2 separate regions of the Drosophila melanogaster genome follow, and region 2 is linked to region 1. Evidence: chromatin contacts called from public Hi-C data. All regions are on one chromosome and are shown on one strand. Each heading gives the region's core, a stretch centred on a gene start, on an enhancer-like site or on the middle of the called end of the contact. The rest is flanking DNA. Distances are from core to core; before and after follow the strand shown. Region 1 overlaps tai (taiman). Region 2 overlaps CG33298.

Region 1 (6,556 bases), core at 2,965-5,464:
GAGAAAACCGACTGAAAATCGGCTCACACGAATCGAAAAGGTTTATTTTATTCTCCGTTGCGTTCTTGGTTCTTAACTCTGGTTCTCTCTTTCAGCGCTACGTATCTCACAGATACATTTGTCAAGCGAGCGAGCGCGTGTCGGCTGTTTTATTTTTCTTCTTTATCAACGCCTAAGTTTTGCATATGATATTGAAATATTTATTTTGAGAACATTTTATTTATACCGTCAATGAAAATCCTCAGCTATTTTTACCTAATCACTCACTCTCTTACATGCGAGAGAAGCGAGCTCTTAGAACATTTTTGCGACGTATTTTGGTTTGATTTAATTAGTTTATTGTTGCTAGACTAGGTGTTTTTGAGTTTAGCTATTAGCTGGCTGTCGGCAATTTGGTGATTTTGTTTTGTTTTTATTTTTTTTTTTTTTAGACAGGTTAAACCAGTTTTCCTGTTTGGCGGCTCTACTCAAAATTAAGAAAAAGAACAGAAAACACCTCAAACATGCTACATTACTGCATAGTTTTAGATTCGTTCGCTGTGTTTCCTTCAGTTTTTTTTGTTTTTTGTATAGTATTTTTGGGCGCCCCTCAACCTAATCTTCGCTACTCATAATTCAATAAAAGAATGAGGAAGAAACTAACTAAAATTGCTGCGCTTAGGCTTATCGCCGATGCCCCCACCGCTCACAAAAACCAGCAAAGAAACCCTCACACACACAGAGATAGAAACGCTGGCGATTAGATAATGGCATTTTAAACGATGTCTCTACTGTACAGTAGAGTCGCGAAACACACACGAGCAGTGACCAACCAACAATGGAAATGGACTTTGTTTTGAAAATTGAAAACGGCTGATAAGACAGCCGAATGCCCACAGAGACAGCCAAACTGAGAGTATCTGAGAAACCCGGAGAGAAATGTGGAATCAGTAGTACGTTGGAAACCAATACAGAAGTTCGACCAATTCCAATGGGCTACGGAGAGGAAATAGATTTTTTTAACATGGGCAAATGCAATCTTGATTACCTCCAAATGGATTGTTATAATTTCGGACCTGACGAATAATCATCGTCTAATTTATTTGTGGTCAAATTATAGAGATTAAAGAGCGAGCAGGAATAAGATTAGGTTTTAATTGACTGGGATCAGTTTTGAATGTGCTTTATGTTGGACCTATAATAAATTTAAAGAAATTAAGAAGAAATTAATACAAATGTTAAATATAATATATCATATTTCTATGAAATATTATTGTTTTTAGTTCTCTTTATATATCAAACTTGTAACTACTGGACATATCTATCTTATCCTGGAATATCTTCAATTTTCCGACTCCGATTATCTTTTCTGTGGGATAAAGTCGCACGTTTTTTGGACATACTTGAGTTTCCTGTGAAGCGTAAATGAATTTGTCCCTTTGATGTTTTCCATGTTAATTGGGAAATTAAGCTTGACCATTCCGTTCGCTTCACTCGAAATCTTCGTCGTGAATATAAGACATTTTTTTTTGTCCAACTTCTCCTTCTTTTTGATTCTTTTTGTATCTGTTTTTTTTTTTGTTTTATATGTGCTGCACATGATTCTTGTTGGCCGGGACTACGTTTATAATTACGTTAACTTCAATTACTGCTTACGTACAATATCAGACCAATTTTTGTTTCTTTCCAGGTAAAAACTGGTTTCTGAATGCCTCATTTTGTCCGTCTTTTTTTTTGTAATTTTTTTCTGTATCTGAACGTACCGCTGCACGAGTTTTGCTATAATTTTAATTTCTTTTTGAAGTTCTGCGCAAATGTGCTGAAGATCTCTTAACTGCTATTCAAATAGTAGTTAAGAAATTGTTGCCATCTTGCAATTTTTATGTTTCAAACTCATACCATTTAAGTTTAAAATAACTACTTAATAATCCTAATAAAATAACGCGTAATAATAGTTCAATCGCAAGAAATCACAAAACCTAACAACAAATACACTTTAAATTGTATCTGATTTTCGATTGGAATTCACAAAAGTCTTTGACAGTTTTCTTAGCATGTTAGTGCGATTGACATTGTTGGTTATTTTGATATGTGGTCCTCTATTTCCTTCACACATCCACACTTATCCACATTGTTGTGTTTTTTTATTTTATTTGATTTTGCCTGCGCTTTTTTGTGTGCCTTATTTTGATTTGTTTGTTGTGTTGCTTTGCCGACTGCTCCTCTTTGGGGCGTTTGCCGCATTTGAATTTCATTTTTAGATTTCAATTTATTTTCGGCGTAGTTTATGCCAATTTGGTTTTTGGGTGCGATTTCTTTAATATTATGTATGCCATATATTGTTCCCCGCTTCTCAGTGTGTTGGTCGCGTATCTGTGTGAGTTCTTCTTCAAGCGAATTTGTTGAATTGATACTCATTTTTCTGTGCACCGTCGCTGGCCCCTGTATTTGTTGTATAATAGGTTAACCGGGGAACGCAAACAACAACAAAAATTAAATTCAATTGCAATTTTTTTAGCCATACTGTACTTGACCGAAAGAAACGTGTGATCATTATGGTCTCCCATCTGAGTTTTCATTTCTTGTCATGTGGTTGGGGTTGGCTTAGTCACAGTCGAAATACTGAAATACAGCGCGAACCAAATATCACTCTGCGCTGCCTTTTTTTTTTAAAACATATTAACTAATTGACGTCTGTGTTTATCTATAGGCACAAAAAAAAAAAAAAACGAGCTTCCTCGACCCACAAATATTTGACGGACTGACATTTGGGACAACAAATGTTTCAACTCATTTTGGGTATCCAACCATTCATTGATGTCTGCACTCTTGTTCCCAACCAGATCGCGCATCACTTGCCCGAGACCAACTATAATTATCTTAATTAAAAATCTAAAGTCAAAGTTGGCCCAGTAGTCGAAAGTCGGAGTCAGAGTAACGCAGCCGGCGATTAGCTCATCTGGTTTTCTGGCGAATTGAGCAATCAACGTCGTTTAAATGGCATGGAAAAGCTTGAGACAATCTCGGCTTTTAGTCGAAAAAGAGCTCCTTGTTCCCCCCGGAAGCCCCTCTGACCATTCGTTACTTGCACATTGCTCTGTTGAAATTTGAATATACGAAATAAATAATTTTCAGCTGGCTTTTTTGGCCGAAATAATGTTGATGTCATAGGTTCGTTGGCTGGGCGTAAAAAATCGTTGGTAGGCATTCAGTTCGAAGCTGTGTGTGTGTGTGTGTTGTGTTTTGTATGTGTGTGCGGCTAATGCAAGCATCCAAAAGACGACAAAAAAAAATAACACAAGAAACAACAACATTTGAAAACGACTCAGGAATGCCCATTATATATGCCAAATATTTGTTTTGTCAAAGTATTTTTCTGGTTTGTTTTATGGGTATTAGTTGATTTCGAAGTGATTGAATGGGCCAACAGGAAGGAGGGTAGTGGGAAGTACGAAAAGTAGTGCCTATAAACTATAGCTTCGACTGATTAGGAAGTATGAGTCACGGATTCGAAAGCAGATACCGAAACCCGGTCCCTTGTAAGCCAAGATAACTGCGCATTAGTTTGAAGAGTTTGCAAACTTTTAAGTAACAACAATGCCCGAAGAGCTTAAGCTATAGCTATAGCTATAGGGATTTTGTAGAAAAAAGTTAATTAAGTATTAAATTATAACTATTCAATATTGGATTCCTAAAGATATAAGCTTAAATGGTAAATATCGTAACAAAAGCATGCTTGACATAGCCGAAGACAAGATAATTGTGAAATAAATCAATTTATGAGTCATGCTTTTGCATTTATTACTACCAAATGGTAGTATTTCTATTTCAAGGGTTCGAGTTCCGGTTTTAACTGCATTGATATCGCTCAGATAGAAAGCCCCCCGATAAAAGTACATTTACCTTCTCACCCATCACCTACCTACCTACCTACCTACCTGTTGCCTAACCCCCAATCGAAAATCCACACACACACAGCAATTTTTGGGTTGCTTGGCCAAAGGCTTTGAACCAAAACTCTATTATTACCAACACAAAAAGAAACCGAAACCGAAACCAAAAAGATGCCATAAAGCGTGAAAATAAGAGCGCCGTTTGACCATCGGAGCGACCACCTTTTGCCCAGATACTCTCGCACACTCGCAGATACTTTGGGAACCTGGGGATCTAGAATAATTATTATGTGCGGTTAGCCCATGCTCGGGGTCTCCAGAGAGCCAAAGAGCGAGAGCGAGTGAGCTCCAAGACTTTAACTAACGCGTTATAACGCTCGATTCTCAAAGCCCCCTATGTGTGTGTGTGTGTGAAATGTAGGGGAAACGCCAGCGAGCCTGTGTGTGTGTGTGTGTTTATAAAGTTGATTGCACTCGATTTTTAGATAAAGCTTTTCAAGGTCATGAACGAAAAAACGACGAAACGTACCCAAAAAAAAAAAAACGCAGCACCAACCGAAAAAACGCGGGAGATTCTTCCAGCAGAATGAAGAATCTTGATCCTTCGTCTCTTTCGCTCACAGCTAGGATGGCTTTTAATTGAAAACTATGGACTGCTCTCTTCAATGCGACACATCTCACCAAGTTATACAAATATATAAATCAAAACAAGATTTATGTCTGCGCTGCGACGCTGTGTATTCAAATCTGACAGTCGAAAAAAAAAACAAAAATGAAAATAATGCCGAGGAAGCCCCACTACACACAACAATAATTTGAATCCCGAGACAATGAGAGACGCCGGCTTTCGGTTCTCCAGTTCTCCAGATCTGCAGCCTCTTTACAAATTATTAGACGACGACGCCGACTCGTTTGCTGGCTCCTCGTCTTGTTTTTGCCTCGTTTTGGCATATGCGAAAAATAAAAACACACATTTTCGGAATGATTTTTTGATTGTGATGGGTTTGCAGCTGTTGGTAGTGAGCCGGTTTGTCTTTTCCTCTCCTTGGCATCGAATTATTTTCGGTTGTGGCACAAGGAACCAGAAGAGCTGGATTGCTTTATCGCTGGTCAGATATTAGTATCCTGTAAGATGAGAGCAGTTCTTCAAGTGCTGTATATGGATTATTGAAAATTTTGTTTATTTATGTTTCATAAGCTCTAGTACACTTTAGCTGCAGTTAGGTTGTGAAATTCCAATAATCATGTTTTCTGCAGACAAATCAGTTTTACACATGACTTGAGTGTTCAATTCCAATGGGGAGCAGGGGCAGTTTATTGATTTTCACGAGTGTCCATGTAATGGCGCCTCAAAGTATGCAATTAATGATGCGTATTTTATTCTATTTCGCGTCATTTCATTTCGATATAATCGAAATACAGGACGTTGTATACGCCCTACTAATCCGCTTTGAGCACTGAGATTGAGATATGTAATTAAATTCAGCAATGTCCAGAAATAGAACAATAAAGGTAGGGCAGCACCACAACACCTGTTTGATTGAGTGGTAGCTCGATTCATTCTCCTACCTAACCATTTATTTACTTTTTCTTCTGGCCCACGATTTCAATCAAATTTTGGTCTGGAATTCCGCATGCCAAAGTGATATTCAATTAAAAATGTATAACGCGCAATAAGCACTGAAAAAAGTGACTATCAAATTGTTAATACCTTGCAGATGAAACGTGCAAACTTTATCATTAAATCCAGACTTTTCACATACATTTAGAAACGTTCTACCCCAATTTTTTTCCTCATATTTGCATACAACTATACGTTACACAAAATATAGAGCAGATCCAAGCGAAAAGTATCTGTGTGCGAATAAATATTTCTGTGCGTCATCGCGCAGCTGAAGTAGAAAAAGAATTTGTTACTTTTTATTTTGATGACCATCCAACGTTTTTGAGAACTGGCGACGTGGTTCAGTTTAAGTCGAGTGCTCCATAAAATAAGTCCACACTTATGCAGCCATTGCAAATGGATTCGGATTCGTTTGTGTGCATATATATCTTGAATATGTACATAGTATATATACATATAAAGCATCCGCATTATGCAGAAAGAAACTGGCTAGAATCGAAAACAGTTTGGGTATGGAATTTTCTGCGCCATTTCGGGCACAAAACTAATTTGCATCCAAGTGTAAACAATGTGAAGATATATATACGAATATGAAGATATATATATATGTATATATATAAACCGCAATTCGATTGCCTGATTGGTATCACAATATTGGCAATCTGAAATTTCCTTCGGTATTTATTCATATTTTCTCACTGACCTGAGCTTTCCGCTATAGTTGTTGTGAAATTGATTGTATCTTTAATAGAGACATCTGCAGTCTATAAACAAATGCCTACTTATCTGCTCTTTGTGGTGGGCCTGTCTGTTATTTATTTAGCTTTTATGTAAATTTTATTCGATTGCTGAGTATTTTTGTTTATTTATTTTTTTTTTTTGTGTTTCTTGCTTACTTCATAAATTTACTTTTTGTTTGGTGTCCCATCTTGACGTTTAGCAGTTGGAGATGGCTCTTTTATCGAGGGCTTGCTGTTTTTGTATTTACGTTTTAAAAGAATGGCAATGGTTAAATGATGTCAGACCTATGTAATTTATGGTGAATGTATTCCTAATTTCA
Region 2 (6,556 bases), core at 1,980-4,479, 320 kb after region 1:
AGTACTTTTGCTTGTTTTCTGTTATACCCAACTTCTCTATATACCCAACTTTTTGCCATTAACTTTAATGACTTGCGATTGAGCAGGTGTAAAAGGGGGCAACAGGCAAGGGCCTATTGTTTTATTACTTACTTAGTTCGTATCGAAAGCCAATCGATCTCTGCTGGCACCGTGGTAAATTAGGAGGGAATGCGAATAATTGAATACATTAGTATGTTAATTTGGACTCGGGCGCTTTGCTTAGGTCAAAGCTTCAATCAGAACGAATATTAAGTGTAGGTGCACAGTTGTTGTCTAGTTAGCGATGAGCGCGTGAGTTCTGAGACGCGTGAATTCGATAGATTATAGTTAAGATAGACCAAGACCAACACTAGAAAACATCAAGATTTACTTTACAACATGACAAAGTAACTTAAATTCTAAAAGATGTAACACTATGAACGGTTGCTACTAATGAATAATCACATGGAGATATTATTTTATTTCTTAAGTTTTTAGGCTCTTAAATATATTTTTGCTTAGAGTATATACATATTTTTTTTAATACCCAACTGCGATTCGACGTCACGACCTCTGCTCCATCTGAAAAAATTAACCCTGTCAGTCAACTGGTGACGATGTAATTGAATAGATAGCAATAGCAAGCTGTGGAGGCGCCCCCGTCAACAGTTTCTAATTAGTTGCGAAACTTGTTGCCCCTTTGTGGAGATGGGTGTTTCGTTTTTGCTAGCCTGAAATTTGCCCAGTTGGCGCGAATATTCTCAGAGTGTTGGAAGTTTCCCATGTCAAATGCCGAAGCATCGTATATTTTCAACTCCATTGTTCAGTCTCACAAAGATGCCTTAATTAGGCGGCCAACAGAATTAGCATACGAACGATTTTATAGAGAGTATATGTAGCTGAAGATTTGTGTGCAATTTGTCGCGCTAGTTGACTTGATAACATTTATATACCACATGCCAGTTGAAATTTACAAAATAGTTTATTGAGATCCGAAGCACTTTTAAATTTAAGTCAGAAATTTAAACAAACGATTGCGCTGCGCAGTTACTATAATTTGTATATTTGTATATTTTAATGTGTGTTCTTATCGGTCGAAATAATTATTCATCACTCGGATTGCTATATCAATTATACGCCCCGTTGTACGAACATTAATATCTTAACTGGAAAACTGGCACAACAGCTGCCAACGAAGTGCTTTTGAACCCGATAAATAATTAATTTAGCTTTTAACTTAATGACGAGTACGAGCAATAAATATGCAAGTAGAGCAAACTACACAAAAAATGACATTCATAAAAAATTTTAAACAAATAATAGTTCAATTTCAATGTTTTTTTTTCGTGCCTCAAGTTCTGCAATGCATTAATCATTCTGAAAAAAAATTCATTTTTGAAATATCTGCGCATTGTATTTGTAAACAATTGGTACGAATTCACCTTTTCGCCAAATGGTTGAGTTCAAGTTTTGATAGATTTGTATAATTGTACAACGTGAAACAATTGGTAAACAATTTCATATTGCGCATTGAGTTTTCAATAATGGTTTACCTTTGAACTCTTTAGTCTCGACCTTTAATTGTTTTGAATTAATTTTGCAAACTTGAGACCCATATACAATAATATTTGAAAGACTTAAACTTAGCATTGTATCCAAAAAGAGATATGAGCCTCGAATTATAATAATTACTTAACATATTGTTCGCCTGCCCATTTTATATGTACATATATATAATTATTTTATAATTGACCGGGCCATAAATGTGGTTTCAATGCAAGGTCGACCATTGAATGAACTAAAGTGAGCACTTAAATGAAAATGCGAAATGTGCAAGCGATTTGAAATATTATTTGCTGGGCGATTCTTAAGTGAGTTTTTCACCTCGTCAATTGGGTTTTCAATCGTTTTTCGCCCGAGTTCAATAACAATGACAAACGAGCATCTTGGACATCTGGCATCTGTGTTTTGTTGCTATTGAAAATCCAATGAACTTTACAACACAGTCGCCATTTATTTTTATCTGTATCGTAATGCTCCCGTTTCTCTTCGCTTTTTTTTTTGATTTTTTTTTTTATTTTGATACCGATTGTGGTAATCGCACCCGGTTTTGGGCTTGGCCTGATGGAATTGTTTATCTCCTCGTTTTATTTCGCATGTGCGTGGCTAAAAATAATTTCAATTTTTCTTATTGCTGCTGCCGGTGGAAGTATCGACAACCGCAAAAGCTAAAAGCCAGATACGGATACGTCCACATCCAGATACAAATGCACTTTGAAGTTGGCCACTGAAGGGGCTTCCACTAATTAGCCGGGGCAGGAGTAAACTTATCAGTCTGGACGCCGCCTTCTTGAGGTCGTTTAACCCATCGCGGGCTAGTAAATAAATCAAGTTTTGGCACTCGAAAGTCTTTTCTTGTGGCTCGTAAAACGGAAAGAAAGGAAAATTAAAAGTCGCAGACAGACATGGTAAAAGTTTCGTTCTTTTCTCTATTACACTTGGCTTCCTTTTTGGTTTTCATATTCTTGTCTGGGGCGTCTTTTTATGGTTTTCAGCCATGACAAAGTCAAAAATTCAATGAAAGCTAAATGACTTATAAAACTACGCGCAGAACTACAAAAAAGTGAATTTAAACCCAAAAAAAAAATTCAACAAAGAAAGTTTTACTTCACCATGTGATTTATGATTTGCCCAAAATGATTTTACTAATTTAAATCGTATAAAGAAAACGTATAGCTAAACTCGGTCGTGTGCCAAATTCATTTTTAGCTTTCTTGTGCCCACTGAATATTCTGCGGGTATTCACAAATATAAAACGTACATATATAGACACCGCAATCGGATGTATGTACATATATGCACATGTATATACATATTTGGTATTTGTATTACGCCATTGCCGCAAGTTTGCCATTCGAAATGGCTTCACAAATTAGTTCTTCGCTGATTGGATATTAAATTAAATGCCAATTGGGCGTTATTCTTTTGTTTTTCATTGATGATTTAAAGAACTTATGCTCGAAATGATAAGCCTTCGCAAATACCAGCATTCACGTAATGTAAAGCGATTAAGCCTTTTAATTTATTCAAGTATTTTTATGTTATATTTAAATTCGAAGAAACTGAACGTTCTTGGAATCATACAAATATTTCGTTTCAAGAGGAAGTCAGATTTGAAATTGGCAATAGCTAGAGCATATAAAACGACTACTGTAGCTTAACAATCTATTTAAGGAACAGGAAATTGCACGCGCGGATATTTAGATACCAGTCAGTCTGGGTTTTCAAACACTTGCGAATATGAATATGAAAGAAGGTTCCAATTATAGTTGACCTTGTTTCAGACACATTTGACAGCTCAGAAATCAAAGTTCAAGCCCCAGTGTGATAAATGTTTTGTTTTTTTTTTTTTTTTTTTTAGCCTCGAACACCTTGAACTTTTTTCTGTCAATGCGGCTATCGATCGAGAGCTTGAAATCTTGAAAAGCAGCTAGGAGGCCAACCAAAGAAAACAACGCAGGCCCACCCACCTGCAGCTTTTGGAGTAGCAAACGCCTCCATTTCCACGGCACCCGCGTTACGCTTGACCTTGTGGGTCTCTTTGTGCTCGCCACTGCTCTTTTCGTGATGCTTTCAGTTTGAATTTTTGGATTATCGGAAGCCCCGAGTCTTGAATCAAGGCCGAGCTTAAAATGCGCGTTTTAATACCCCCGTTAGTCGTAGATTAAATGGGTATGCTAGATTCGTTGAAAAGTATGTAAAAGTTAGAAGCAAGCGTTTCCGGTTATTTTTATTTTTGTTAATTTCTATTGATATGCCAAACATATTGTTGAACTTTCTTGTTTGCATTCCAACTAGCTGAGTAAAGGGTATCAGATAGTCGAGGAAATCGACTATAGCGTACGCTCTCGTTTTTTTTTTATTTTATTATTTTTGTCTTTCGTTTTCGTATTTTTGGTGCTTGAGTGCGTCGGACGGGTTCGATAAACTTTGTGGCATTAATTAGGCAAACTCTTTATGTTTTCATAGCTCCGATATAATTTGTATCGAATTGAATTTTCTGTGCTGCAATCGTATCTCTCGTTTATCAAGATGATAGATAAATTATTTACCATTTGAAAACAATATCTTATTTATTTATTTTAATTCATTTCAGAAGATCATGGCCTCTGCAACTAAGGGGTCACCCTCAAAAAACGTAACCAGGTGCTAGAATCAACTTTTCGTTAGCTTGGTAGATTGCAATTGGAAACAAAGTTCACTTTAACTGAGATAAAACGCAGAGAATCCACACATATCCGGCGTAGATCGTGGCCAGGCCGAAGAATTTAATCTGATGGTTGTGGCTCGCGAAGATGCCTTCAGCGAACACGGAAGACTTGCGGCGAAAGTTTCTAGTAGTGCAGCAGCAGCGCTCCGCACCGCCCAATCTGACCGGGGACACACTGTCATCGGGAATTCCGAATGCCAGTGCCAGCTCGGCCACCACCAGCCTGATGATGACAACGTCTACGGGTCTGGGCGGTGTGGCCATGGGTGCGGGAGAGCCGGAGCGTACGTATGTCTTTCCAGGCGGCAATCCGGTCGTAGGTAGCGCACCTGGTGGAGGAGGACAAGGCATTCCCGGAGTGGCGATGGCAGCTCCATCGCGTGGTCATGCCCGCTCAATTAGCCATGGCGGAGGAGCCATTGTTGGAGCCAATGGGCGACCCATTAAGTCGGCCATGAAGGGCCACCAGCGAGCCTTTTCGCAGGGACAAATCACAGACTCACCACCCGGAAGTGCTGCGCCCGCGGGCAGAGGTCACAGTCGCGTGGGCTCCAAGACGGATTTCATTCTTCCACCGGGTCACAAGGAGGAACCGGCAAGGGAACCCTCGGCGCCCACATCAGCGACCGGTGGGCGTGGCCATTCGCGGCAAGCATCGCGATCCGAATCCATATACACACTCCGGCGGACGGAGGCACCGCCCTGGTGGAAACGCCTTACCCTGTGCAATTACAACACCGGCGACAAGTTCGAAGAGCGAAGCTATCGAACGGTGGTTCCCAATCACACAGTGCCACCGAAGACCCCAAAGAGGGATCATCCCAATGGTCAGTTTGTTGGCAACAAGATACGGACAACGAAGTATACGCTGCTCTCGTTCATACCGAAGAATCTGCTGGAGCAATTCCATCGTGTGGCCAACTTGTATTTCATTTTCATTGTCCTGCTGAATTGGGTGCCGGAAATAAGTGCGTTTGGCAAGGAGGTGGCCATGATACCGGTCCTCTTCGTCCTGGGTGTGACTGCTGTAAAGGATCTCTTCGAGGATCGGAGAAGAAGGGCGTCCGACAAGAGGATAAACAACACCACATGCCGCGTTTACGATGGGTGAGTAAATTGTATTGTATTTTAATAACACTTCTAGTAATGAAATCAAATGCATAAGCATAAAGTTGATAAATCAGACTGATTTATAATTTAAAACAGAAAAGTACGAAGTAAAATATTACTATGACACAGTCTAAAATGTATGACAAATAAATCTCTAAGTCAAAGAGCTGATTTAAAATATTTCTATTGAGAATATTAAAATAAGGAAGAGAGATAATTTAGATAACCAAGTTATTGTCTCAGTCATAAATTTGATAAAAGAAAATTAAATTGATTATTTTCAAATTGATTGATACTCGTAATCAACTAGAATACCAGTGCCATGATAAAAAAGTTAACGGGTTAACAATGCATTCTTATTGAAGACTTTGTTCATAGAACTGGTTTCAACTAACTAAAATTTGAATAATTGAATTATGCGTGCCATTCATTCGACGACTAACCAGTTTAAACCGACAAACAAATTTTGTCAATAATGGGACACTTGTCCATTATGCTCGCAATCATGCCGGTCAATTTGTCAATTTCCCGTTGGGGGAAAACTTTTTAGAAGTATTTGTGTGAAAAGCATACCAAACCCTGCGGCACACACAGATTTTAACCAACCAGCATCGACCACTGACTGGTTGCTGGCTGATGGAAATTGTTTGCCCCGTCCCGTCTGCGATTTGTTTGGCACACACATATATGTATGTTTTAAAACGTGATCTAGAAATCGATAAAGTGCCAGGAGAGCAGAAGCAGCAGTGCCAACTGGCCTGGGTAAACTTTCCCTCGCTGTTTGAACTAAACTCTTTCACCGACCCCCCACTTTCTTCTCTCTCTCTCTGTCTGCTGGGGCTTGGGTTTTGGTTTTGGTTTTGGGTTTTGTTTGGGCTTTTGTCCCACATTTGCGCGTGGTTGACGCATACTTTTTATCTGCCACCACCTTTCTTTGCCAGACTTTCCAACCAAGTGACAATTTACTTGCATTGCACGTGTACTTACACTTGAAGAAATTTGAATTCATTTCTATACTGATAATCAACCCCAACTGCAATCTTTAAATCACTAAATATATGGTTTTTATCTATATTATTTATAATTTTGAATTTATTTTTTGTGCTATAAACATGGAGTGCCTTTGTGCAAAGCCTCGAACTCAATTGTTTTCATTCATAGTTTTTTTTTCTCGCT

The links. Hi-C and Micro-C count contacts between places; a contact is called where the count stands out from the background.
Region 2: a Hi-C map of the S2 cell line shows a contact between it and region 1, with 3 times the contacts expected there. The contact joins two enhancer-like sites. A contact is called at or near these places in 2 of 107 Hi-C or Micro-C datasets (both in the S2 cell line).

Annotation. Positions count from the first base shown.
Region 1 is chr2L:9,178,612-9,185,167 of dm6, forward strand. All of the region lies in intron 1 of tai (taiman), which reads left to right. Among named protein-coding and RNA genes, the nearest start is that of tai, 15 kb to the left of the region's middle. Within about 2 kb of position 4,215, at least 30 of the 39 cell types and tissues checked have an H3K27ac peak or open chromatin away from gene starts, as enhancers often do. A contact at or near this core is called in the S2 cell line, where this site is marked.
Region 2 is chr2L:9,499,437-9,505,992 of dm6, forward strand. It overlaps CG33298, which reads left to right. Exons shown (of 15, transcript NM_205944.3): 2 at 4,157-5,377. The coding sequence starts at 4,356. Among named protein-coding and RNA genes, the nearest start is that of CG33298, 7.2 kb to the left of the region's middle. Within about 2 kb of position 3,230, at least 5 of the 39 cell types and tissues checked have an H3K27ac peak or open chromatin away from gene starts, as enhancers often do. A contact at or near this core is called in the S2 cell line, where this site is marked.